2 separate regions of the Mus musculus genome follow, and region 2 is linked to region 1. A link is a contact called in public HiChIP or PLAC-seq data. All regions are on one chromosome and are shown on one strand. The core of a region is the stretch at or near the end of the contact, and the rest is flanking DNA. Distances in the headings are between cores, read along the strand shown.

Region 1 (7,267 bases), core at 1,092-3,591:
CTCCATGCTGGGAGCACCTAGGGACAGCAGACCGGGCAGGGGCATTTGTTGACAATGGAGATGTGGGTGTCCTGCTGATTACTGCCTGCTGCCAGGCTCCATAGCCACATAGGCAAGTGTGTGTGTGTGTGCATGTAAGTGTGTTTATAAATGCAACTGTGTTTGGACCATGTATGTGCATGTAAGAGTGCTATGTAATTGTGTATGTATGATTATGTCTATGTGTTGGTGTGTACCTGTATAACTGTGTGTGTCTATGAGTGTATCTGTTAGGTTGTCTGTGTATGTGTGTAAAACTGTGCTTGTGCCTTTGAGTGTGTCTGTGTAACCACGTGTGTCCATATAAATGTGTGTGCCTGTGTGTGTGCGCCTGTGAGTGAGTAAACACGGCATGTGTGTAAGCATGTATGATGTGTTTGTAGCCCTGTATATGTGTGCATCTTGGTGTGTCTGTGACTAGTAATGCATCTGTGTCCACGTGAGTGTGTCTGTGAAACCAAGTGTGTGCCTGGGAGTAAGTGTATGACCACGTGTGCACATGTGAGGTGTTTCAGGATCTCTATAGCTTCTTTAAGAGCAGGCTCTGGGACCTGCTGTGACTCTGTGACACCACGCCCCCCCCCCCCCCCCCCAAAGTCTGTTAGCTTACAAGCTAATTCCTAGTTTCAGTGCCAGATTCCTGGCCCTGGTTTTGCCTCTGATGAGAGAATAATTAACTAAAGACTCATTTTCCAGGGTTTCCTTCCCATTATCCCGGCCAAGAAAAAATATTCACAGGGCTGCGGTAGGGTGGAGCGGCTCTTTGAGGGAGGAGCTGCTCCCTGTGAGAGCCAGAGTCAGGGTATCAGGGTCAGCAGAGGAGAGGCGATCCTTGGGAGGGAGCCTAGTGTGAACCGAGCCTGGGGAGGGGAGAGAGGCCAGGGCGGATCCAGTGTGTGGCAAGTTCTTGCTCTCTCTGGGCCCCTGCTTCCTCCTTTGTAAAGGGATAGGTTTGCATTAGAATTCAGTCCTTTCTACAGAGCTGCTTCTGCAGGTGAACTGGTGATACTCCAAACAAAACCAAGTCAGCAAAAGTCTGTGGTTCTTCAAGGCTGGGAAAGGAACTAGGTTATGTAGGTAAACTAGTTTCTTTACTGCAGGGGCTGTTCAGGGGTTGTGGTCAACCTTGTTTCCTTGGGTGAGTGATGCATCTAATTCGGAAAGTATGGGTGGCTTTGGGGACCTACACATCTTTCCAGATCCTCTGTGTCCTCTTAACCCTGTTCTCGCCACCCCGAGGGCACTTTCCAGTGCCCAGAGAGCTTCTAGCATGTGACTACAGGACCTTATTGTGGGAGTATTAGTCTCCAAGGCAGAAGGGAGTTTTGACGCTGCCTTTTCAAATGTAATTGATTTTAACCACACTCCCTCCCACCCCGCAGGAACGGCCATTTAGAAATGCAAGCATCCTGGTCCCCGTGTGCCATCAACTTGACTCAGGAATGAAAGTGCAGTCAGTCTGGACACTTGCAGGGACTGACTCCCTTCTTTGGAAAGGTGCCCATGACCCCTCCCCTCTGCTGCCCACACAGGCTGTCCTGGGCTTGGTGAAAGATGTGAGCTCTTGGCAGCGTGTTCGGGAACACTGAGACTGTGGAGGGGCAATTGTCCAGGTCACCGGCAGATAAGAGGCCTAGCTGGGAACAGGATGCAAATGAATGCAAAGCTGAGACACACACAGAGAGAGACTCACAGCTGACCGGGGCTTTCAAGTGCCTAGGCACAGGGTGTTTGTGGGAGGGAGAGGCACGTGAGTAGTCTGTCTCCGGTCGAAGTCCTGCTCAACACTTGTAAGGCCATTATCCCAGAACATGGACACGTGTGAAAGTTCTGCTAGCTTCTGAGGCCCTGTCCCACACTTTGCAGATATTTCCTGAAAGACAGATATGTATTATGTGACTTTCAGCAGAGTGAATATACCTACCATGCGAGTTTAAGTGGGAATGATGGGGCTCTGTATATGAGGTCCGAGCCCAGAGCTCGCTAAGTTGGTGTGACCTGTTGACTTCAGGGCGTGTGTGGCTAGTGGAGCGGACACTTGTCGCGTTCAGGGTTCCGGGTGGCCAGCTGCACCGGGAGTCGGGCTTGTAGAGGGTGCAGGCTGGTGTTGTGCTCATGGTGGGGGACAAGGTGAGCAGCAGCGGCGGCAGTGGCCCTGGCGGTGGCGCGCGGGGTGTGGGCGCGCGCGTGGCGGCTCCGCCCCGTCGGGGGCCGGGCAGGTGTGGGAGGGCCGTGCGGACCCCGCCAGGACTGGCCCGGAGAGCCGGCGGGAAACAGGAAGCGGGGGTGGGGGGTGGGGAGGCGCGGCTGGCCCGCAGAGCGGCCGGGAGGACGACCGGAGCGCAGCGGGTCGCGGGCAATGTTGGGTGGCCCGGGAGGCCGCCGGGCTGGGGGCGGAGCCAATGACCCCGAAGGCACCGCCCCGTCGCGCCTCCGGAGCCGTCGGCCGAGCACAGAGCCGGGAGCTCAGGGCAGCTGCAGCGCCCGTGGTGAGTGCGGGGAGGACACGGGCGGGACAGCAGCGTGGGGACGTGAAAGGACGCCGACGGGACGCCCGGGAGGACGCGGGCGTGACCTCTCGGGGACCCGGGAGGGTGCAGGCAGAGCAGCTTGGGATCCCGGGAAGACGGAGCCCGACAGCGCCGGGACCCGCGGGCGACGCCCAGGTGCGGTGACCGCGGCTCCGTGCCCACCGTGCTTGTCGCCCGCAGGCTCGGAGGACGCGGCCATGCAGGGCCGGGCGGACGCGGGCGAGGCTGACGAGGAGGCTGGGGCGGGTTCGGGGTCGGAGGCCGAAGAGGACGCGCTGTGGGAGCGGATCGAGGGCGTCCGGCACCGACTGACGCGCGCCCTGAATCCGGCCAAGCTCACGCCGTATCTGCGCCAGTGCCGCGTCCTGGACGAACAGGACGAGGAGGAGGTGCTCAGCACCTACCGTTTCCCGTGCCGCGCTAACCGTACCGGTGAGCCCGCCGCCAGGGGTTTCCTCTCCCTTCCTAGGCCCGCTCCAGAGCAGACAGCTGGATGTGGTTGCCGGTGCCGATGGCGACCCCTGTGGGATCTTTACTGTGCTCTTTGACCTCTCTGGTTCTCTCTGTCCCATTTGTGTATCCCTTAAAGAATCAGTTTTTCTCAAGAGCTCAAATCCGGGCTCAGTTCTCCGAGGCTCCTCTCCCACTGGGCGTCTTTGTACCAGGACTGTCAGAGGGACTAAAAGTATCAGGGAACTTAAGTCAATGAGAGCATTTTGCCTGGGAAACGCAGGCATCCGATGCCCCCGGGCATGCGTAACGTGTGTGTGTGTGTGTGTGTGTGTGTGTGTGTGTGTGTGTGTGTGTGTGTGTGTGTGTAGGGGTTGCTGGGGACCTGCTCCAGTGCAGGTGCTCTGGGGAGGGTCTGGTGTTCCTAGCCAGGGCAGACTGAGCTTTGCTCCCTGATGTGTTGGGACAGGCCCCGGTGTGTGTCACAGCCCAAAAATCTGGGGAACGTAGGCCCTGGAGCATTGTCGGGGTGGAGAGCAGGGGCACTGGGGGAAGACCTCATCCTGACCCCTGTCACAACCTTTACCCTCAGGGCGCCTCATAGACATTTTACGCTGCCGGGGCAAGAGGGGCTTCGAGGCCTTCCTGGAAGCCCTGGAATTCTACTACCCAGAACACTTCACGCTGCTCACTGGCCAGGAACCTGCCCAACGCTGCTCCATGATCCTTGGTGAGCAATCTCAGTGGGTGCCCCATCCTTGCCACCAGAGCAGAATTTTCTTACCCCAACTGCACTGGGGGTGGTGGTGTCTGTTTTCACTATACCCATTGGACAGATGAAGAAACTGAGGCACCAACTGCAGAAGTTTACCCAGGGCCCCAGAGTTCAGAGTCCATGTGCTTAACATGACTCTCTCTCTCTAATCATCTTTATGAATGGTATGGCTAGTTTCTCATGTAAACGTTCAAGAATAAATGAGATGGCTTAGTGGATAAAGAAGCAAGCCTGGCCACCTGAGTTCACTCCCCGGGACCCACACAGTAGGAGAGAACCAACTCCTGAAAGTTGTGCATAGATGCTTTCCTTCCCCCGAGTAAATAGATAGATAGATAGATAGATAGATAGATAGATAAGTAAATGAATAAATAAATAGAAATGTAAGTTCAGGGTGGTGGTACTCGCCTGTAATACCACTCAGGAGGCAGAGGCAGGACCAGGTTTAAGGCCAGCCCAGGCTACATAGAGAGTGATAAGCAAGCCAGTTTTGATACATATCTAGACCTTGTGAGTTTTGTTTTTTGCGGTCAGTGGACAAGGCTGCTTGTCCCTAGCAGTTACTCGGGATCTGATTCCACTTGTTTGAAGAGACAGCATAGGTAATGTGTCGCGAACCTGTCTCATAACTCATTGGTGGAGTCCCTTGAGGGTGGACAAGCAGATCCTTTCAGGTTTTGTGACATTCTCTCCTCCCCGGGGGCAGCTCTGCTCTGTTCTCCTCTGAGCTGGGAGTTTCTGAAGTGGAGACTCTCAAGGAATGTATACACTGTAAGTGTCTTATGACCACAGCTCCCCCCAGCAGAGCCTGTGGGTCTGCTTTGCTTTATGAATCCCTAGCCTGATCTTGAAACATTTTTGCCAGGTAGTTCTGTAAAAATCAGGTTTCAAGTTTGCATCTTCTGGGTTTTTTTTTTTTTGTCTGTTTTTTGTTTTGTTTTGTTATTTTAGAAACAAGGTTTCTCTGTGTAGCCCTGGCTGTCCTAGAACCCCCTCCATAGACCAGGCTGGCCTCAAACTCAGAGATCTGCCTCCCAAGTGATGGGGTGAAAGGTGTTTGTCACCACAGCCCAGCCAGCTCTGTATCTTCCTAAGTGATGTAGTTCATAGCTTACTACTTAGTGAACAGTAGGTAAACAGATGGGTAGAGTGTGTTTACTATCCAGTGTCACGAAGTTTAAATAAGTTGATACAGTGTCTAGTATAAAGAAGGAAGCTAAGGAACATTAGTTACTGGTATTACTGGCATTGCTGTTCGATGAAACATTAGTTTGGTTTTCTTGTTGTTTTGTAGGAACTCTTTATGTATTACGGTTTTGAGTCCCATTATAGTTTTTTTTCCTATAGTTTTTGATTGTTTGCTTGTCCCTTAACATTGTTACCTCTTTTACTATAAAACTTTTCAAGAGTTTTGTTTTGCTTTTGGATTTTGAGACAGGGTTTCTCTGTAAAGCCCTGGCTACCCAGGAACTTGCTCTGTAGAGCAGGTTGGCTTCAAATGTAAAGGTCTACCTGCTTCTGCTTCAGTGCTGGGTTTGAGGGCGTGCGCCACTGCTGCCTGGCTGGGTCAGCTTGTTTCTCTTGTTGTTGTTGTTGTTGTTGTTGTTGTTGCCTGGCTGGGTCAGCTTGTTTCTCTTGTTGTTGTTGTTGTTGTTGTTGTTGTTGTTGTTGTTGTTGTTGTTGTTCTTCTTCTTCTTCTTCTTCTTCTTCTTCTTCTTCTTCTTCTTCTTCTTCTTTCCTTCTTCTACTCCTTCTTTTTAAAAATTTTTTAAAAGATTTATTTATTTATTTTATGTATATGAACACATTGTCACTGTCTTCAGACATACCAGATGTGAACTACCATGTGGTTGCTGGGATTTGAACTCAGGACCTCTGGAAGAGCAGTTGGTGCTCTTAACCACTGAGCCATCTCTCCATCTCTCTCTCCTCTCTTTTACTTTTTAAACTTTATTTTAATACAGATGTGTCCACCTTTTTCTCTCATAACTCCCAGATTTTATGTCTTGTGTGAGAAGACTTCCCCTGTCCAACAATGGCAAAAATACCTTCCAGAATTTTCCTCCAGTGCTATTACTGTTTTTGAGTTTTTCTGTGTAGTCCAGCGGCTCTCTGGATTTTATTTGACCCTTCTGAATATTCTTTTTTCCTCCCCTGACCTGGCAGATGAGGAGGGTCCCGAGGGCCTGACTCAGTTCTTGATGACTGAGGTCCGGAGGCTTCGGGAAGCTCGGAAGAGCCAATTGCACCGAGAGCAGCAACTGCAGGCCCGGGGCCGGGCCCTGGAGGAGGAGCGGGCAGGGCTAGAGCAGAGGCTTCGGGAGCAGCAGCAGGCACAGGAGCGCTGCCAGCGACTGCGGGAGGACTGGGAGGCTGGCAGCCTGGAGCTGCTGCGCCTCAAGGATGAGAACTACATGATCGCCATGCGCCTGGCTCAGCTCAGCGAGGAGAAGAATTCGGCTGTGCTGCGCAGCCGAGACCTGCAGCTGGCGGTAGGCCCAGGAGAGACGGTGGGGTGGAGAAGTGGGGGGGGGGGGGGGGAGGGGATGTTAACATGATTATCAATACATGTGTCAGAATTACCATCCACTCGGTTGTGACTGCTAATCAATCCCTCTACTCAGGGAGACACCCCCACAAAGCTCCTGGCCGTTCTGGGAAGAGTTTTATTTTATTGCTTTTTTTTTTTTTTTTTTTTTTGAGACAGGGTCTCAGGTATCCCAAGTTGTCCATAAGCTCGATATGTAGCTGAGGATAGCCCTGAACTTCTGATCCTCCTGTTTCTACCTTACAAATGCTGGGCTTACAGCTGTCTTGTTCTGCTAGGAACCCCAGAGCTTTGTGCCTGCTACGCAAGCACTGTAACCGACTGAGGCATACCCCTAAGCTCTGGGAACAGTTTTGGTTGTCACAACTAGGATGGTGACATTAGCGTTCAGTAAGTAGAGGCCAAGGATGCTACCACGGTTCCTCCCGTGCCCAGGATAGCCCCTTCAACAGATTTATGATGCACTGAATGTCAGTTGTCCCAAGAGGATGAAACTTTGGGCTCTAGGGATTCAGTGAGGTCCAGGCTGGGAATGTCAGCGGCAGAGCGCTTGGCAGAGGCTGTGCTCCACATCTGCATTCTGTCAGCCATTGTAGTTCTCCAGCGCTGGTTCCACAGGCGGCCTCGTCTCGTCCTCACCAGCGCACGCACGGTACTCAGGTTCCATTCCCCAGTACAGATGCAGGGCTTGATCAAGGTCTCAGAGCCTTGGGGTGAATTACACCTGCCTGGTACCCAAGTAGGCCTCCTGAGGGATACCATTCTGCCTGTCTCTGGCCAGTGAAGTCCCGCTCGTTCTCCAGAGGATCCCCAGGTTGCCTTTTAAGGACGGAGGGCCCCCTCAAAGACCGAGGGATAGAGTCTCTCCCTCATCCTCCTCCATTCTTCTTGGGACTCCAAATAGAGTTTCTGCCATGTCTGTTG
Region 2 (7,056 bases), core at 4,155-6,654, 360 kb before region 1:
GCTGTTGGAACATGTGGGCTCCAGGGGCATGTTTCCAGTCTAGACCATTCATGGAGGGCTTGGCTATGCCCAGTTCTGGGGTTCTAGGCTGGTCTGGTTGAACAGACCCGGAAAGCCAATGCCAGTACTGGCCCCATCACCTCCTGGCCCAGCCACTGGCCCCATGCCCTGTCCTGCACAGAAGGCAATCACAAAAGGCCATAGCAACTGAGCTGCTCAGGGCAGAAAGCAGGAAGGGCTTTTGGGCATCTGAGTTTGACGACAGGAACGGGCAGTCTCCGTCTCTGAGGGCTTCTAAGAAGGGGGCAGAGGCCAGGCTGCCCCAGGCAGCACTGGGCACCAACCCCAACTTCCTTGTTCCCGGAGAGGGTGGGGTTGGAAGAAGGAAGATTTGGGCCTCCAGCTCAGAGCTGAAACAGGGCGGTGCCAGAGCCCCTGTTGGGCCAGGTCGTGGAACATGAGCCTCCTGCCTCAGAATGCTCGCCCTCCACCTCCAGGAAGCCTTGCCTGCCTTTCTTTCCCTCCCTGAGTAGCAATTAAACTCAAGGAGCAGCACAGAAGGGCATGCTGGGCTGTAGGGTAACCAAGACCAGTGAACCCTGCCCTCAGAGGGCTACAATAGGAAACGATAGCGGCCTGACCACCAAGCTGGGCCAAAAGAGAAGACACAGGACGCAGGCATACACATATACACACTTCTCCACTGGAGGAAGGAGGGAGAGAACTCCAGAAAACCAGTGTCCAGAAGATGGTCTCTCAGCTGGGCTGCAAACAAGGACTAGACCTGGAGCAGGCAGATAGCAGGAGAGGCCAGTGGGAGGGCTGGGTGGCCACAGTCAAGAGCCCAGGCCAGCAGGAGAGAAAAAAGGATAGGCCCATGGGAGGAGCAACCCGGGGAAGGGGATTGGGGTGGGGAACTGGACTGGAGAAGTTAAACCCCAGGCCTCAATTAGGAGTCTTTCAAAACTAGTCAGTTAAGCACAGGCCCCTCCTCCCTCAGATTCTCTGTGCCTCAGTTTCCCTGGAGAATAAGGATACCAGATTCAGACAGAGGGGTTGTCGAGAGAGTGGAGTCATATATCAGAAGCCCTCCGAGCCCGGCAGGTTCATCCTCTCCTCTGTAGTTAGACTCTGGAAGTATCTGTTATAAAGGTGCGGAGTGGAAGCCTCCTCACGGGTCTGAAGCTGGGATTTGAGAGGTTATCTAAGAAGTTCCGGAGGGTGAAGGCTGGATAGGGGTGCTTGCCTGGTGTGTAGGAGTCTCTCAGCCCTGGATTCCATGTCTCATTCCCTGACACTATGAACACCAGCAGAGCCTCTAGTTTCTGAAGGTGGTCTACGGCCTGATCGGTGCCTGTGCCGTGGGAACGAAGAGAGAGGTGCTGCCATGTCTCTCAGCATCAGCCCAGCGCCTGCATTATTTTCTCTAGTGAACACTTACTGCCATTACCAAGTAGGTGTGAGTGCGCGTTATCTGCTCCCTCTCTTATACACACATAGTTTACAGCTATAGATGGTAAATGTATGAAATTGCCAACACTGTACAGACAAAATCAAGTCCCAGAATTCCTAGAGTAATCTGCCCAGGGCCACATATTGTGAATGGCAGAATCTCCCTGATACCACATCTTTGACCACTATTCCCAAATGGAGGAAGACACAGCCTTGCCAAGATGGGGTGGTCTAGAAACTATTCAAGGGTACACACACACTCACCCCAGGCATTCTCAAGAGCCAGCCAAGTCTCCAAGGGATGCTTGGATGTCATCAAGCTTGCCTCTGCTTTCCCTCACTATGCCCTCAAACTCCCTGGACATCTCAGTGTGACCTACAAGTTTGGTTACTGACTCTCTGGCCCAGTGTTCAAGACCTGTCTACTCTTCTTACAGATTCTGGATCTGGCAGGGGACCCTCCTGACCTTGCAGCTCCAGGGACCCCCGAAGGAAACCAAAGCCTTCCAACTGAACTGGAAGGCTAAAAACAAAGTGCCTGCCTCTCCCTTCCAGAAGTTCACTCTAAGTGGACCCGTCTGGTGCAGAAACCGACTTTCCAGCATTTGTTTTAACTCCAGACTGCTGGTGAGGCGGTGCACACCTGTCTGCAATCCTAGCTACTTGGGAGGCTAAGGCAGGGACCGGGGTGGGGGTGGGGGGTGGAGGGTGGGAGGTGGAGAGTTCAAGGCCAGCTGAGGCTGCATAGTGAGTCCTCTGTAAGTGATTCCAAGCCTGAGACCAGCCCCGAGCAGGTGCCAGGAAACAAAGCTGGCAGGAATGCAGAGACCCTCAGGCCCCTCACGACTGAGAATCATCAAGCTTGCCCCCCATGTCCCAGGACCCAGCCCAGCGAGGGTACAGACCTGGGGGACAATAAATGAGAGGGAACAGGGATTCCAGATGTGGTCTACACCTCTGTGATCAGAGGTGGTAAATGCCCTCCTTGTGCCCCCTCATCTTGTCCTTACCCGGTCCTAATGAGGGGATCCGGAAGACATAAGAAAACTGAGGCTCAGGCAAAGGCTCAAATTTTCCTGGAACCATCCTCTCTCAAGCTCTGCCAAACAGCGGGTTTCCCACTCTCCTCCAAGGCTAGGAGGGATGACATTCCTCTGCCATGTGACAGATGAAGAGCCTGGGCTCAGGGCTGAGGACCATAGGTGGAACCTGCTCCCAGTCAGGACAGCACCCCAGGGTATTATTGACCTGAGGTGACTCTGCCTATCACCAGTGAGCTTCGAATCTGACTGGAAGATTTCAGGTCCCCTCTTCCTCCCAGGGGCCATCTTCTGAGGGCACTTGAGACTATCTCGAAAGACCCTGAGCTGGACCCTGGAAGCTCCTGATAGGCCTCTGCCTGTGGCAGGAAGCCTGGATTCCACCACACTCTTGGCCCTCTGCTGGGGAGCGGAACACCAGTACCACCCCTCACACATGGTGGGGAGGAGCCCTCCTCTCCCGGGCAGCTTTGATAGGGTGTGGGGCATGGGGTCACAAGCATCCCTGGGATAGAGTCAGGAATGGAGGGTTAGCCCCTCCCCTCTAGCTGCCAGCTGGGAGAGAAACAGATGGTAGTTCTGGCCCTCCTGGTCACCCTGACGTCTCCAAGGCCTGATGTCTTCTCACACGCACGCGCACACACACACTTTCCTATCTCTACTCTGTAGAGAAAATGGGGGCGGGGAGGGTTTACTGTCCCTTTCTGGGAAAAAACAAAAACAAAAACAAAAAACTGGTCCCTATGGCCTAAAACAAGGCAGAAGGTATCCCGATTGCCAGCCTGCTGCTCATTGATGTCTTGTTCACAGGGGGAATCCCTCAGCCAACACACAATCTTTCCCCTGCCCGCCTCAGCACCACCTCTCAGCAGGTAGGTAGGCAGGGTCCAACCAAGCATTCAGGAGAACCTGTACAGAGTGGAGGAGAGACAAGGAGAGAGTGCAAACCAGGTGTGGTCCTTTATAGACCCCCCACACACACACTCACACCCCTTCTGGCAGCTGGGCCCAAGAGGGTAGTGGCAGGGGACTAGAGAGGGGACCGGCTGTGAGACCACCACTCGTGGCCAGCTTTCTAAGCCTGAGCCCACTCTCCCCCTCCCCCACAGCACTCCTCTATGCCTCAAGGGGTCTCAGGCTCAGCCACAGACACACAGAGAGCAGGGAGGACCTTCCCTCCAAGAGGAGGGACCAAAGAGTGGAGGGATGAACAGGGACCCACCGGGAGAGAGATGCCAGGCAGGCGGGCAGCGGGCAGACAGCAGTTGGAGACCGCTGCAGGGAAGCCGGGGAGGCCGGATGCTTGCTGCTCCGTCCCTCTGTCCATCCAAGGCGGCTTCTCTCCGGGCGGTTCTGAGGCCGGGCGGGCGCTGTTAAAAAGCTTTTTATGTGTGTGTGTGTGTTAATCACATGATTGCCGTTCACCTGTATTTCGAACAAAGACAGCTCACTGTTTCAAGGCCCCGAACAAGAGTCTGGGCACAGGGAAGAGAAGGGAGGCGGGGGGGAGGAGGGTTGGCAGCGCCGGGGGTGGCGTCGAGGAAAACTGGGGGGAGATTGTCCAAGGCCAGCGAGCGAGAGAAAGAGAAAACCCTTATCAAACTCCTAATTCACTGGGCTCTGCAGCCCCAGACACACTGGCCCAATTGTCTGGCTGGTTGTGTGTGCGCAAGCATGTGTGAGTGTGTGTTACCAATGTCTGCCACCCCCTCGACATGCCTTTGCCCTATGTGACTATCTCTTTGTGTCCCCACTATCCACCCTGGGGCCCTCCCAATCATTGAGGCCTTGATTCTCCAGACCCCAGTTCCAGCTCGACTCCAGAAGGTACCTGTTTGGTGTGGGCCTAGGGCCTTACCTAGCTAAGTGGGACAGAGAAGCCACACACTGTCAGTGGGGTGGCCCATGCTCCTCTGTTTGTCCCTCCGTGGGCACCCCAGTTCCGCCTAGCCACTCAACCAGGAAAGGGTGCCTTCACTGAGAAGAGAAAAGGACACTAACTAGGCTGTAGAGGTGAGACCAAGGATAGGAGCCCTGGGGCAACGGGAGGAAGAACAAAGAATCGGCTTGAGGGGCAGAAAGGGGGCGGGGGCTGTGAGAGCCAGGGCAGTTCCTGTCTTTTCTCAGTGTGGGAGAGTAAGGGACTTCACATCCAGACATCCAGGACTGGGTCTCCTTTCCAGGGAGAGGAAGAGCCCTTCATGGAAGTGAGAGACACCCCCTCCCCAAAGTCCCCCTCACCCTTCTTGAAGAGTAGGGCACTCTCACCCTGCCTCAGCCTCCTGTGTCTCTCTCTATCCTGGGCCAGTCCAGCCTTCTGGATGCTAGGATCTTAGAGAGAAGGGATCACGGATTGAATCTGGGGGTTGTATGTGTACAGGGCAAAGGTTATCCAGCTGCGGTCCTGGGGGGCTTGGCTTGGGTCAGCTGTGTTGGAGAGGACAGGAGAAGGCGAGGGTCTGATACCTACTGCAGGCTGCGGTGCCTAGCACACAGTGGGACTCAGTGGGATTTCTCAAATGAAGCAACACAGGCCACGACCCTTTCAAGTTATCCACTCTCCTCACACCTCTCTCCAGTCCTTTGTCAACTGTCCATGCCACCACCTGTGGCAATGGTTTAGGGTCCCAGGCAACAGGTTCTGACTGTGCCACCTGTATCTCTCCCTTCCCAGACCTAAAATATCCCCATGCTCACACCAGATGCCAAACCCAAGCTGAGTCCAGGGAGACGGGCCTAGGCAGCAGTGCGGGTCACAGGGCTGGGGTTGGGGGGGGGGGGGCTGGGCAGAGTGGAGGCGTCCTGGGTGTTGGGGATGAAGGCAGCGCTGGAGGCTCCACCTTCTGCCCTTCCCTCCCTCCTTTCCCCCTCCCCTCCCCCTCCTTCCTTCCCCAGCCGTCTGCAGCGGCTCAGTCAGTCTCGGCTGTCCAGCCAGGGTGTTTGGTGGTGAGGATTCAGGCTCCGTCCAGACAAGGCAGTGGCCTGAGGCTCAGGGCCCCCCAGCCCCTCCCTCCCAGTCCATCAGCGTCACTCCCCAGCCCCGAGCTGGACCGCACACCTTGGGACACGGTTTTCCACTTCCTCAGGACGAGCCCCAGACTGGAGGAGAGGTCGGAGGAGGTGAGTGCGCACTGCGCCCCTGGGCCCGGAGTGCCAACCGGGGGTCTGGGTCACCCCTGCTTTGCGATGGGAGAGTCTGACACCCTGCAGGCAGGCCTGCGTCCCCCCATTCTGCTCCCCTAGGCTGTCAGAGCAGACGAGGGGAAAGAGAGGTGAGCGAAAAGGTGGGAAATTCCAGGGGCCCGGATTAGAGCCGAATAAAGGGTCCGTTTTTCTTCCTTTCCATCAACAAACCTCCACCCAAAAGGAGGTTTAGGGGAAAAAAACGAAAAAAAAAAAAAAAAAAAAACACCCACACCTAGAGACGGTTGGGATCAGGGGGTGGGAAGACGTGGAGGCGGGACGCACCCACCTAGGGTCTGGCATGTGCACGCGCCCAGGCCCGAGTGGGTTTAGCGCAGGCAGGGAGAGTCGCCACTTCGGGGCTGCACCCGCGTGCCGGGAGTGGCGCCCAGCGCCTCTCCATCGCGCCCTCCTTCCCGTCCAGGTGGGCGTTGGGCTCTTCACGAGGACCCCGGCGGCGGGCCCGGGGGAGGCGGCCGAAGCGGCGGCGGCCGGGAGCGACATGGCCGAGGAACAAGACCTATCAGAGGTGGAGCTGAGCCCTGTGGGCTCGGAGGAACCCCGCTGCCTGTCCCCAGGCAGCGCGCCGTCGCTGGGACCCGACGGCGGCGGCGGTGGCTCGGGCTTGCGAGCCAGCCCGGGGCCCGGTGAACTGGGCAAGGTCAAGAAGGAACAGCAGGACGGCGAGGCGGACGATGACAAGTTCCCCGTGTGCATCCGCGAGGCGGTCAGCCAGGTGCTCAGCGGCTACGACTGGACGCTGGTGCCCATGCCCGTGCGCGTCAACGGTGCCAGCAAGAGCAAGCCGCACGTCAAGAGGCCCATGAACGCCTTCATGGTGTGGGCACAGGCGGCACGCAGAAAGCTAGCCGACCAGTACCCTCACCTCCACAATGCTGAGCTCAGCAAGACACTAGGCAAGCTCTGGAGGTGAGCGCTGCCCCGGCCCAACACCCCCCTCGTGCGCGCGCACTAGGGCTAGCCTGGGACCCCAGAACAGGATCGCCCAGGCCTCTCTCTCAGGGGAGACCAACCTATGGAAGTTTGGTCTCTTGGAAGACCAGATTTGGAGATCTCGCCCACCCATCTACCCAAAGTGCCTCTGTGGGGGGCTCCTCTGGCTGCCCACTCTGGAACTCAGAACCCCAGCGGCCTAGGCTGGGCCTCCCCACCCTGGGACGGCGGGCGGGAAGGCGCCCCCTCGTGGTTGGAATTCTGTGGGTGGTGGGCAGGGAAGGCAACATGGGGGTGTGGGGGAAAGCTTCACACCAGACCTCCACTAGATCGCACATTCACAGTGTGCCGCTGCCACCCGTTTGTGGGGTCGGGAGTGTGGGGGAAACTTTGGGAGAGAGCTGGTCTAGCTGTAGATGCCGGGGGT

The links. HiChIP or PLAC-seq counts read pairs in DNA pulled down with a chosen protein or histone mark.
Region 2: a contact with region 1 is called in an H3K4me3 HiChIP or PLAC-seq map of embryonic stem cells, with 10 read pairs. The contact joins the promoter of Sox10 here to the promoter of Card10 in region 1. A contact is called at or near these places in 2 of 115 datasets of contacts at active chromatin or transcription factors (embryonic stem cells and pancreatic cancer cells).

The regions. Positions count from the first base shown.
Region 1 is chr15:78,798,116-78,805,382 of GRCm38.p6, reverse strand. It overlaps Card10 (caspase recruitment domain family, member 10), which reads left to right and starts at 2,341. Exons shown (of 21, transcript NM_130859.2): 1 at 2,341-2,528; 2 at 2,751-3,002; 3 at 3,613-3,750; 4 at 5,962-6,287. The coding sequence starts at 2,399.
Region 2 is chr15:79,162,838-79,169,893 of GRCm38.p6, reverse strand. It overlaps Sox10 (SRY (sex determining region Y)-box 10), which reads left to right and starts at 5,404. Exons shown (of 4, transcript NM_011437.1): 1 at 5,404-5,612; 2 at 6,100-6,605. The coding sequence starts at 6,178. It overlaps Gm10863 (predicted gene 10863), which reads right to left and starts at 3,828. Exons shown (of 5, transcript NR_029470.1): 1 at 3,715-3,828. RefSeq lists enhancers at 3,353-4,199, 3,673-4,363, 4,889-5,547.